Regions from separate parts of the Columba livia genome. Here region 2 is linked to region 1. A link is a contact called in public Hi-C data. All regions are on one chromosome and are shown on one strand. The core of a region is the stretch at or near the end of the contact, and the rest is flanking DNA. Distances in the headings are between cores, read along the strand shown. Region 1 holds the start of PM20D1 (peptidase M20 domain containing 1). Region 2 overlaps SRGAP2 (SLIT-ROBO Rho GTPase activating protein 2).

Evidence for each region. A called contact is a pair of places that touch in the nucleus more often than the background predicts.
Region 2: a contact with region 1 is called in a Hi-C map of liver, with 4 times the contacts expected there. The contact joins the enhancer-like site here to the promoter of PM20D1 in region 1. A contact is called at or near these places in 2 of 2 Hi-C or Micro-C datasets (crop and liver).

The regions. Positions count from the first base shown.
Region 1 is chr22:3,075,796-3,079,823 of bColLiv1.pat.W.v2, forward strand. It overlaps PM20D1 (peptidase M20 domain containing 1), which reads right to left and starts at 2,609. Exons shown (of 13, transcript XM_065038641.1): 1 at 2,378-2,609; 2 at 1,144-1,230; 3 at 571-803. The coding sequence starts at 2,573.
Region 2 is chr22:3,248,081-3,252,546 of bColLiv1.pat.W.v2, forward strand. It overlaps SRGAP2 (SLIT-ROBO Rho GTPase activating protein 2), which reads left to right. Exons shown (of 23, transcript XM_065038652.1): 23 at 1,993-4,466. The coding sequence ends at 2,376. Among named protein-coding and RNA genes, the nearest start is that of IKBKE, 13 kb to the right of the region's middle. Within about 2 kb of position 1,316, at least 1 of the 3 cell types and tissues checked has an H3K27ac peak away from gene starts, as active enhancers do.

The DNA.
Region 1 (4,028 bases), core at 1,359-3,858:
CACAAAGGACTATTTTCCTTATTAATTTTTCCTCCAACATTTTCCCAAATTAGAAATCCACAGATCAAGCTTTTTTGCACTTTATTCATCCCAAATGTATTTGAAACAACAGCTCTTTGTTCTGCCACAGACTAGATACTAAAACATAGAAGGTTGTTTCACTATAATACTAAATAAACATTGTTTGTTTGGAAGCTCAAGCCTTTTCAAGGGCCAAGTTTGGCTTCGAATGCCCACGTGACACCTGGGAAAAAGCATAAAGTCTGTCTCTGACTTCAAACACAGCATTTGACATCTAATTTAAATACGGCATCTAACCAAACACATCTGCATTTGTGAACATGTATTTCTGCATCTTCTTAGAGCTTTAACTCTCTTTTCTTCAGTAATAAAAGACCTCTCCACTTTACACCTAGGAAGAGTTGGGAGAGAACCACGGGATTTAGGAATTTATCATTAACATCCTGCATTTAGAGAGGGGCAAGAGAGACAATACAGTGATTTCTAGTCCTCCAATCTGCCTTTTCGGGTTTTGTATCTCTCTGAAATGACATTACCAAGGTGACGTACTATGGCAGAGTTTTTGTTATCCAGCGTTCCTCGTCCATAGATGAAACCTTCGTGCTCTGCAGCTGAGAAAGGAGGGAAATCCCAGCCCTCCGGGGGAGCAGGCACAACATCCATGTGTGCGAGCAGCATATAGGGCAGCAAGCCAGGGTCAGAACCCTGAACAGTAAACAGGTGGCTGTATTTCCCAACAATTTCATGTTGAATGAACTTTGAAGAAAATACAGCCGGGAAGACTGTTAAGAAAAGAATTAGACATGAAAAATCAAAATTAACAGTAATGTCCAATTTTATCATTATATATATATATATTTAATGGCAAGGTCATTTAACCATCTCAAGGAACAAAAACCACTGCTGCAAAAAGATATTTGAACCTTGACTTTTGTAGCTTTGGCCATTTTTATATCAAAGTACACTGTTCCAGAAGTGACTTATATATGGCATTTGTGACAGCCCTTTCTAGAGGAAAAACAAACCAACAATCTGTTCCATTATATTCAAGAACCATATATACACGCTTCAATTTATGAAAATAAAATTGAGCAGAGATACTCAAGAATGGAAGTTGAGTACCTTCCTGAATGTAATTTCCAAATTCTGCCATGGCCGTTGTATTCAGGTCCTCTGGAGATACGGAAACAGTTGGGATTTTAATAGCACCTTCAATGACATAAATAGAAATAACACCGAAATCAGTCAAACAATACTCGAGCTGCATTTCAAAAGGGAAAGTAATATTTATGTTCCTGACCATTTTCCAGGCTTTAAAGATTATTTCACAGGATAGTAAGAGCGGCCACTATCAAAAATGACTGATGTACTTCAGCTGAGCTGTGAACAGATAGCACATCAGTGCTTCCTTCCAGTTTCAGCCACGGCATCTTTCTAGACACTCTGTTTTTCACCCTAAAGTGTTGAGTGATATTATTAGAAATGCTACTTCACACAAGCAGCTGCATTTTGCTCAAGCGAACCGATTTGTGAGTCATACACAACTCTGGTGGCTGCGCATGAAGCTCATATGGCAATTCCACCTTCTTTTTCAATAGTAAGTCAGGTTGAGACGGCAAGACTGTTACAGCACCTTCTTGCAAACTGCTCCAACCCTTAAAGATGTATAAACAGAAAGGTCTTTTGTTGCTCCTTCTGGTCTGCTCTGCCAGGTAAAGGGTGGGACAAGGCTGCTCTCCAACATCGAGTCACTCTCATGCAAAATATGGATATAACTTAGTACCAATCACAGCTGCCTTTCCTAAAAGCCCGTGTCAAGTGAGTTTACAGATTCTTTTAAAGGTTGTGTTATTTGAGACGAAACATAGGAATAAGTATCTCTCACACGCCTGCATTTTCCCATTAAAAAATATGTGAACCTGTAAACTTGCTAGGCAATAAATCTTCCAAACCAAAACCGTATGAGAACCCGACCCCTCTTTTGACAGTCACCGCTTTGTGCCAGGTTGTGGTTTCCTGCAAACTGCCGACCCTCGTGAGATTGAAATATCCTCCGAGTCTGCCACAGAAAACGGTGTCGGAGAGGCCAGGCAGAGCGGTGTGCCAGGAAATAAACCAAAAAACTGACAATGATTTAACCGGGGAACAAAGAGCTGCCTGGCGCAGGCAGTCACGGGGTGTTCTGCGTGTACAAAGAGGGAAATGTTGAGGAAAACCAACTGGGAAGGGAGCTGGGCTTCAGGAGAATAAAATAATAAAAAGCACCTGAGGGAGGGGCTGTCCCCGCGGCGGCCCCGTCTACCCCGCAGCCCCAGGCGGGGACACGGGCCGCGGGCGGCTTGCCGGGCCCCCTCACCTCGCAGCGCCTCCTTGAGCTCCAGCCTCTCGCCGGCGCTGAAGGCGGCGGGGCCGCCTCGCCGAGCCCACAGCCGGGGGATCGCCGGGGAGCGCAGGACGTAGGCGCGGAGCAGGACGGCGGCCGCCAGCGCCAGCACGGCCGCGCTCAGCCCCAGCGCCGCAGCGCAGCCTGCCCGCCGCCACCCGCCCGCCATCCCCGCAGACTCCGGCCACCGCTGACGGGCGTGACCGAGAGCAAATCGTCACGCAGCCAGCTGAGAAGACGACCAATGGGCGGCTTGGACACGCCCCCTCCGCCGGGGCTTCTGGGAGTTATAGTTCTGCGCCGCCGCGCATTCAAAATGGCGGCGGGCGAGTGGGGAACGGGTCATAGACTGTGCCGAGCTGGAGGGACCCACAGGTTTAATCGAGTCCAACTCCTGTCCCTGCACAGGTCACCCCGTGTGTCAGAGGACGTTGTGCAGTCTCTTCTTGAACACCGTCAGGCTTGGGGCCGTGACACCTCCCTAGGGAGCCTGTTCCAGTGTCCAGCACCTGTGGGTGAAGAACCTTTTCCTCACGTTCCACTGACCCTCCCCTGATACATCTTCCTGCCATTCCCCGGGTTCTGTCGCTGTCGCAAAGCGAAGAGCTCAGCCCTGTTCCTCCAGCTCCCCTTATGAGCGCAGGAAACAATTACCTTGCGAATATAATAGGTCCAGGCAGGATCTCTCAGCAAAGCATATTTTAATAAAGATTTTGCAAGATCGGGTGTTCTACCTAAAGGGAGGCATGCATAAAAGGACAAAAAGCCCCTGCTTATATCCCCCCAAAATCCCGGCCGCAATTTCCCTGCCCTGTTCCCATTAGTCGGTACTGCAGGGTTTACAGACCCCCCGACACCTGCTTCGGTCTACATGCAATACCCTTCCCCTTATCAATCTATCAAAGATATGGATTCCTGGTACTTTGGCTACCCTTCCCCCTAAATTAACTTGTAAATACAGGCTATCAGTATGCATACATGTATCAGTACACATTCCGGGAAGAGACTGTGTTTTACTTTAAGGATTCATAGTCCGATGTCTCTCAGTCCTGCTGGGGTCAGGCGCCAGGTCCCCGGTTATCTAACACCAACAGTTTTTTGTGAAATGTTCCTTACATGAGGAAGCTGTAGTCTGGGTGTTGGTTCTTTCTCCTCTAGGTGAAATCGCGTGTTTCTTAGCCCAAAGGGATCGTTTAGGAGCTGTGGGGAGCGTGGCGGCCGGTTCCCAGAGCAGCCGGAGATCACAGTATCACAGTATCACAGTATCACAGTATGTTTGGGATTGGAAGGGACCTCAAAAGATCATCCAGTCCAATCCCTCTGCTGGAGCAGGAACACCTGGGTGAGGTCGCACAGGAACATGTCCAGGCGGGTTTTGAATGTCTCCAGAGGAGACTCCACAACCTCCCTGGGCAGCCTGGGCCAGGCTCTGCCACCCTCACCGAGAAGAAGTTTCTTCTCAAATTTAAGCGGAACCTCTTGTGCTCCAGCTTGATCCCATTACCCCTTGTCCTATCATTGTTTGTCACCGAGAAGAGCCTGGCTCCATCCTCATGGCACTCACCCTTTATATATTTATAAACATTAATGAGGTCCCCCCTTAGTCTCCTCTTCTCCAAACTAA
Region 2 (4,466 bases), core at 66-2,565, 170 kb after region 1:
TCATAACTTCGAGACGTGAGAAAAGTCAAGTATTTGGTGTCAATTGAACATTCTCCTGTGGTTAGATATTGGAAGCATATGGAGCAGTGGGTTGTATGGGGCTCACAGTGGCATCTTTATATGCTCCCAAGGGTCAGTGTGTGATTAGAAACCAACTTTGAACATAATATTGCTCATTTTCCTTAGTTAATTATTGTGACAAGTGCCGTGAAGTGAGGGCAGGCTGCCGACACGCGTTCCTGCTTTGCAAAGAGCGCTCTCTGCTTTTGGGGCCGACTCCACACGGACAACAGGGCAACCATCTTCTGCAGTTCCTTCTGTGCAGCTTAAAGGGAAAGATGTTCTTGGGACTTTTCCTTATCTTTGCTAATTTTGACCCAGACTGGTTTGAGACAGATTCTCTCTATTCAGAGATCTGTCCCCGTGTCGGAGCCGCCACCACGGCCACTGTTACCAAAAGCGCAAGGGGCGTCTGTGCATCCGTCTGTGCTTTCACGAGTAGGATGAAAAGACTGAAAGTCAGATTTGGCCAGGCCACGGCTCCTAATGGGGTGATTTCCCTCTTCCACGAGGGATCTGTTCTCTCTCCTGCTCCGATGCGCCCGCATGTACGTCGCCTGCACCGGGACGCGAGGGCTCTGTCAAAAGCCCAGGAATGCCTGGATCTCGGGTTACAAAACCAGACTTCTCTGCCTGGCTCCAGAGTTTGTAGGTTTCCAAAGATACGTGAAAATTAAACATCATTTTTATTGACAAAACGGTACTAAATAAGGTCCGAATAAAAACCTGATACATGCCCTGATGGAAAGTTGTATTTTGCCATTATGAATATCTTTAGCCCGTTTATTCCAGTGGGATTATACGCTCTTCTTGTCTTCATATATCATTGTCCTTCCAAGGCTTCACTTGACATAAATCAGTTTCTTTGTTTTTTCAATTAAGCTCTAACCAAAGTTGTTCTGTCTCCTCTTCCTGCCAGAATGTTAATTCCATTGTTTGCACTGGAGAAGAGTCTGGGGAGAAAAAAGAGATGGGGGGAAAAGAGGAGGGGAGGGCAAAAAAAAAAAGCTGTGTTAAATTAGTGTTTCTCTTCGCCCTGTATTATCTGTTCAAACACCACCTAATAATCGTCACGCCTTTTCCATATTTTCCCTGACTTCGTAAGTAAAATCTGCCTGGCCTCAAGATAGACCGGGAGTGTCAGATTACTGTCTCTGGTTCCTTCCACCATTCCTTGACTGATTTACCTTCCCCACCCCCCGAAAAACCCTCTAAGGAAGCTCCAAAGCTTCAGCCAAGCTGTGAGTCACAGCAGCGCTGAGCTCGGCTGCTCTCCCGTGGATCCTCCGCACCAGAGGGCTGCAGCAAGCATGTAGCTCCAAGAAAAGCCACATTTTTATCTCAAAATTCTCTTTATATTTCTTTGTTAATAACTGTGGTGTTTTATAAGAGGCAAGAGAAGTGCTGACTTGAATTTCTCTATATGTTTCTACTATATTCTGTGTTTTCTAAAACTTTAAAGGGAAGACAACTCAGCAGGAAAAGCAAAGAGGCAGTGAGAGCGCTCAGGGATTTCAGCTTTTGGTATATGGCCCATCAGCCAGGGGAAAAAAATCATCAATCCTTTCTTTAAGAATTTACCTTCCTGAATCTCGCCTGCCTAAAATAAAGGACAAGAATGGGTCCTAACACTTTGAATCATGGGCTTTTCTGGTTGCTGCATTTTGGGATTTTACTTGTCCAAACAGCATCAGGTCCAGTGAAGGACCAGAGTCCCCGTTGATGGAAAATATTACAGCTTATTGGCTTCGGTATATAATGCCGCGTTGTTTGGCATGGGTTTCACCGTGACACCTGAAGGTCCTTGACCCACCAGCTGATTCGAGCGTTTGTGTTTAGAGGCTGAAAAGAAATACGCCTTCCCCAAACACCAACTTTTAATTCTCTATGTCGGGGTGCTGTTATTCACTCCGTTTCTCTTTGCGTTCGCAGGACATTGAAGCGACTATGAACTCTGCTCTGAACGAGCTGCGGGAGCTGGAGCGGCAGAGCAGCGTGAAGCACACGCCGGACGTCGTGCTTGACACGCTGGAGCCTTTGAAAACGTCCCCGGTGGTGGCGCCCACGTCCGAACCCTCCAGCCCCCTGCACACCCAGCTCCTCAAGGACGCCGAGCCCGCGTTCCAGCGCAGCGCCAGCACCGCCGGCGACATCCCCTGCACCTTCCGGCCCGTGAAATCGGTCAAAATGGCCACGCAGGTGAAACCTCCGGCCACGCGGCCCAAACCGACGGTTTTCCCCAAAACAAACGCCACGAGCCCCGGCGTCGCCTCCTCCGCGGCTCAGCAGCCTCCGGACAAGTCCTGTACTGTCTGATAAACTCGATGCTGCTCCGCGGGTGTAACTCTGTTGTTTCAGACTCCGTTAAAGACGTGAAAAATTCCTATTTATCTCCTCTTTTGAACTTCTGAAGGTCAGTTGTGAACTGCTGCTCACTGCTGGGGGCCCTTCCTGCGCAGTGACACCTTCGTCCCACGTACCCGCGTCGGTAGCATCCGTGAGGCAAAACGCTTCGTGCCACGTGAAGGAAACCCAGGATCAGGTCACTGTGAACCTGAGGAGGAAAAAACGCAAAAGAAGCAAAGAGTTGAATCTTGGTTTCCAGTTGATGCCTTCTTCAAGTGTTTGGCCACCGAGAGAAATATTTAGCGGCATCATGTTTGGAGTACTGGTGTAGTGACTTCTATGTTCCGTGTTTCATTTATCACAGGGAAACAATAGGATAGATTTTAGTCTCTTGCATGTTTTGGTGCCACTGGTTACGTGGAGCTTGGACATGCCCGTTTCTTGTGCATTATTATTATAATTATTACGTCGCCCCCTGGTGCCACGGTGGTTTAAGGGTCAGTCTCGACTTCCATCGCATCCTCTGGTTTTGTTTGTTCCTCCCCCCGAGGCCAAAGCTCTTGGCCATCCAGCCTCAGCCTTTAGTCGACACTTGTCATAAAGAATAGTTTACTCTGGAACACTCTTAGATTTTTGTGGAGTTCTATGTAATATGTGTCTGTGCAAATATAAACAATCATGTTCCTGAGGTTTAGGAGCATAAGAAAGAGCCCAGTTGTTGCTTATGGACAATCGAGCTGTTTTCTCCCATGTTTCAAAACAGTTTTATTGTTTTTCAGTGTAATTTTTAGCCCATAGGCTACGTTGTGGTGTGCGGTCTCGGGAGACTGAATGTAAAAACAAGCCAACATTTAAAAACTAAGCGTCCTCTGATGGGACTTCACTTACTAACGCACACATTCTTGTTTTGATCATCTATCAAGATGGATCCTTACCAAAATCCCAGTTGCGAGCACTGTAAGAAAACGCCGATGGGAAGTTCTCCGGCTTCGTGTCTTCTCCTTCCTTCTAGTTCCAAACGCTTCAGCCGGTGGCTGTGACGGCTGTGACGTGCTCTGGGGATCTCTGCTCTCATAGAGCGCTGCAGGAGACGCTGCTGGGGACACCGGGGACGGCGGGGACCCCCCGAGCGGCTTCGGTCTCCGTTGGACTCCGCAGACCTGCCAGTTAATCCTTTGTGTTTGTACGGTAGGCAGCAGACGCTTCAGCCGCTAGCAGGCTGCGTGGACTCTTTTGTACTCTACTGAGAATTTTCCACAGTGCTAATGTTTATTTAATTTAAAAATAAAATAAAATAAAATAGAATTTAGAAAGGCACGTGCCACTTGCAATGGGAAAGAAGATCTCGCAGTCCCGCAGGAGAGGAGACCCAGTTCACCTTGTTCCCCAACTTTGCTGGGCTTTGAGAAAAGAAAAGGCTGCACATCCTATGCTATATTTTCCTCAAATAAATTCAGGCAAGGACAAGATAAGAAAAGTAGTTTTCCTCTACCATTTAGCTGATTTTTCTCTTAAATTTATGGGTTTCTCACGCTTGGCTCTCTTGTGGCTGCAATGTCATTTTAATTGGCACTTAGTAATTAAAGAAGAAGAAACGAAGCTTCCGTTTCTAAGAACAATTTCTTCAATGTACTTTCCTGACTCATTCAGGATGTTACCGGGAGGAATGAACAGGGTTTTGCTGTGTCCCTGTCCCTCCCCACGCGCACACCCCCTTCTCTACAGACCTAACACATCCGTATTAATGATATTTTTCAAAACAAAGACCAACTTTCTCTGTGCCCTGAATTAAGAACGTGCAAAAATTGGGGAATACAGGAATATTTGAGTGCAAAAGCTCTTCTTATGGGTTTTCAGCTGATGTGTAGCAGCGGTTCCCCGGGAAGCACCGCGGTACGTGTGTGACTGTCATTGGACCCTCCCCTGTCCCCAACGGTGCGACCTTTGCTCTCAGGGTCTGATGGACTCTCTCCCACCAAGGAACCACTTGTTCTTTTGGGGAAAAAAAAGTACAAAAAAAATAGAAATAAACTTGTAATTTTGTGCTCAGGCAGAATATT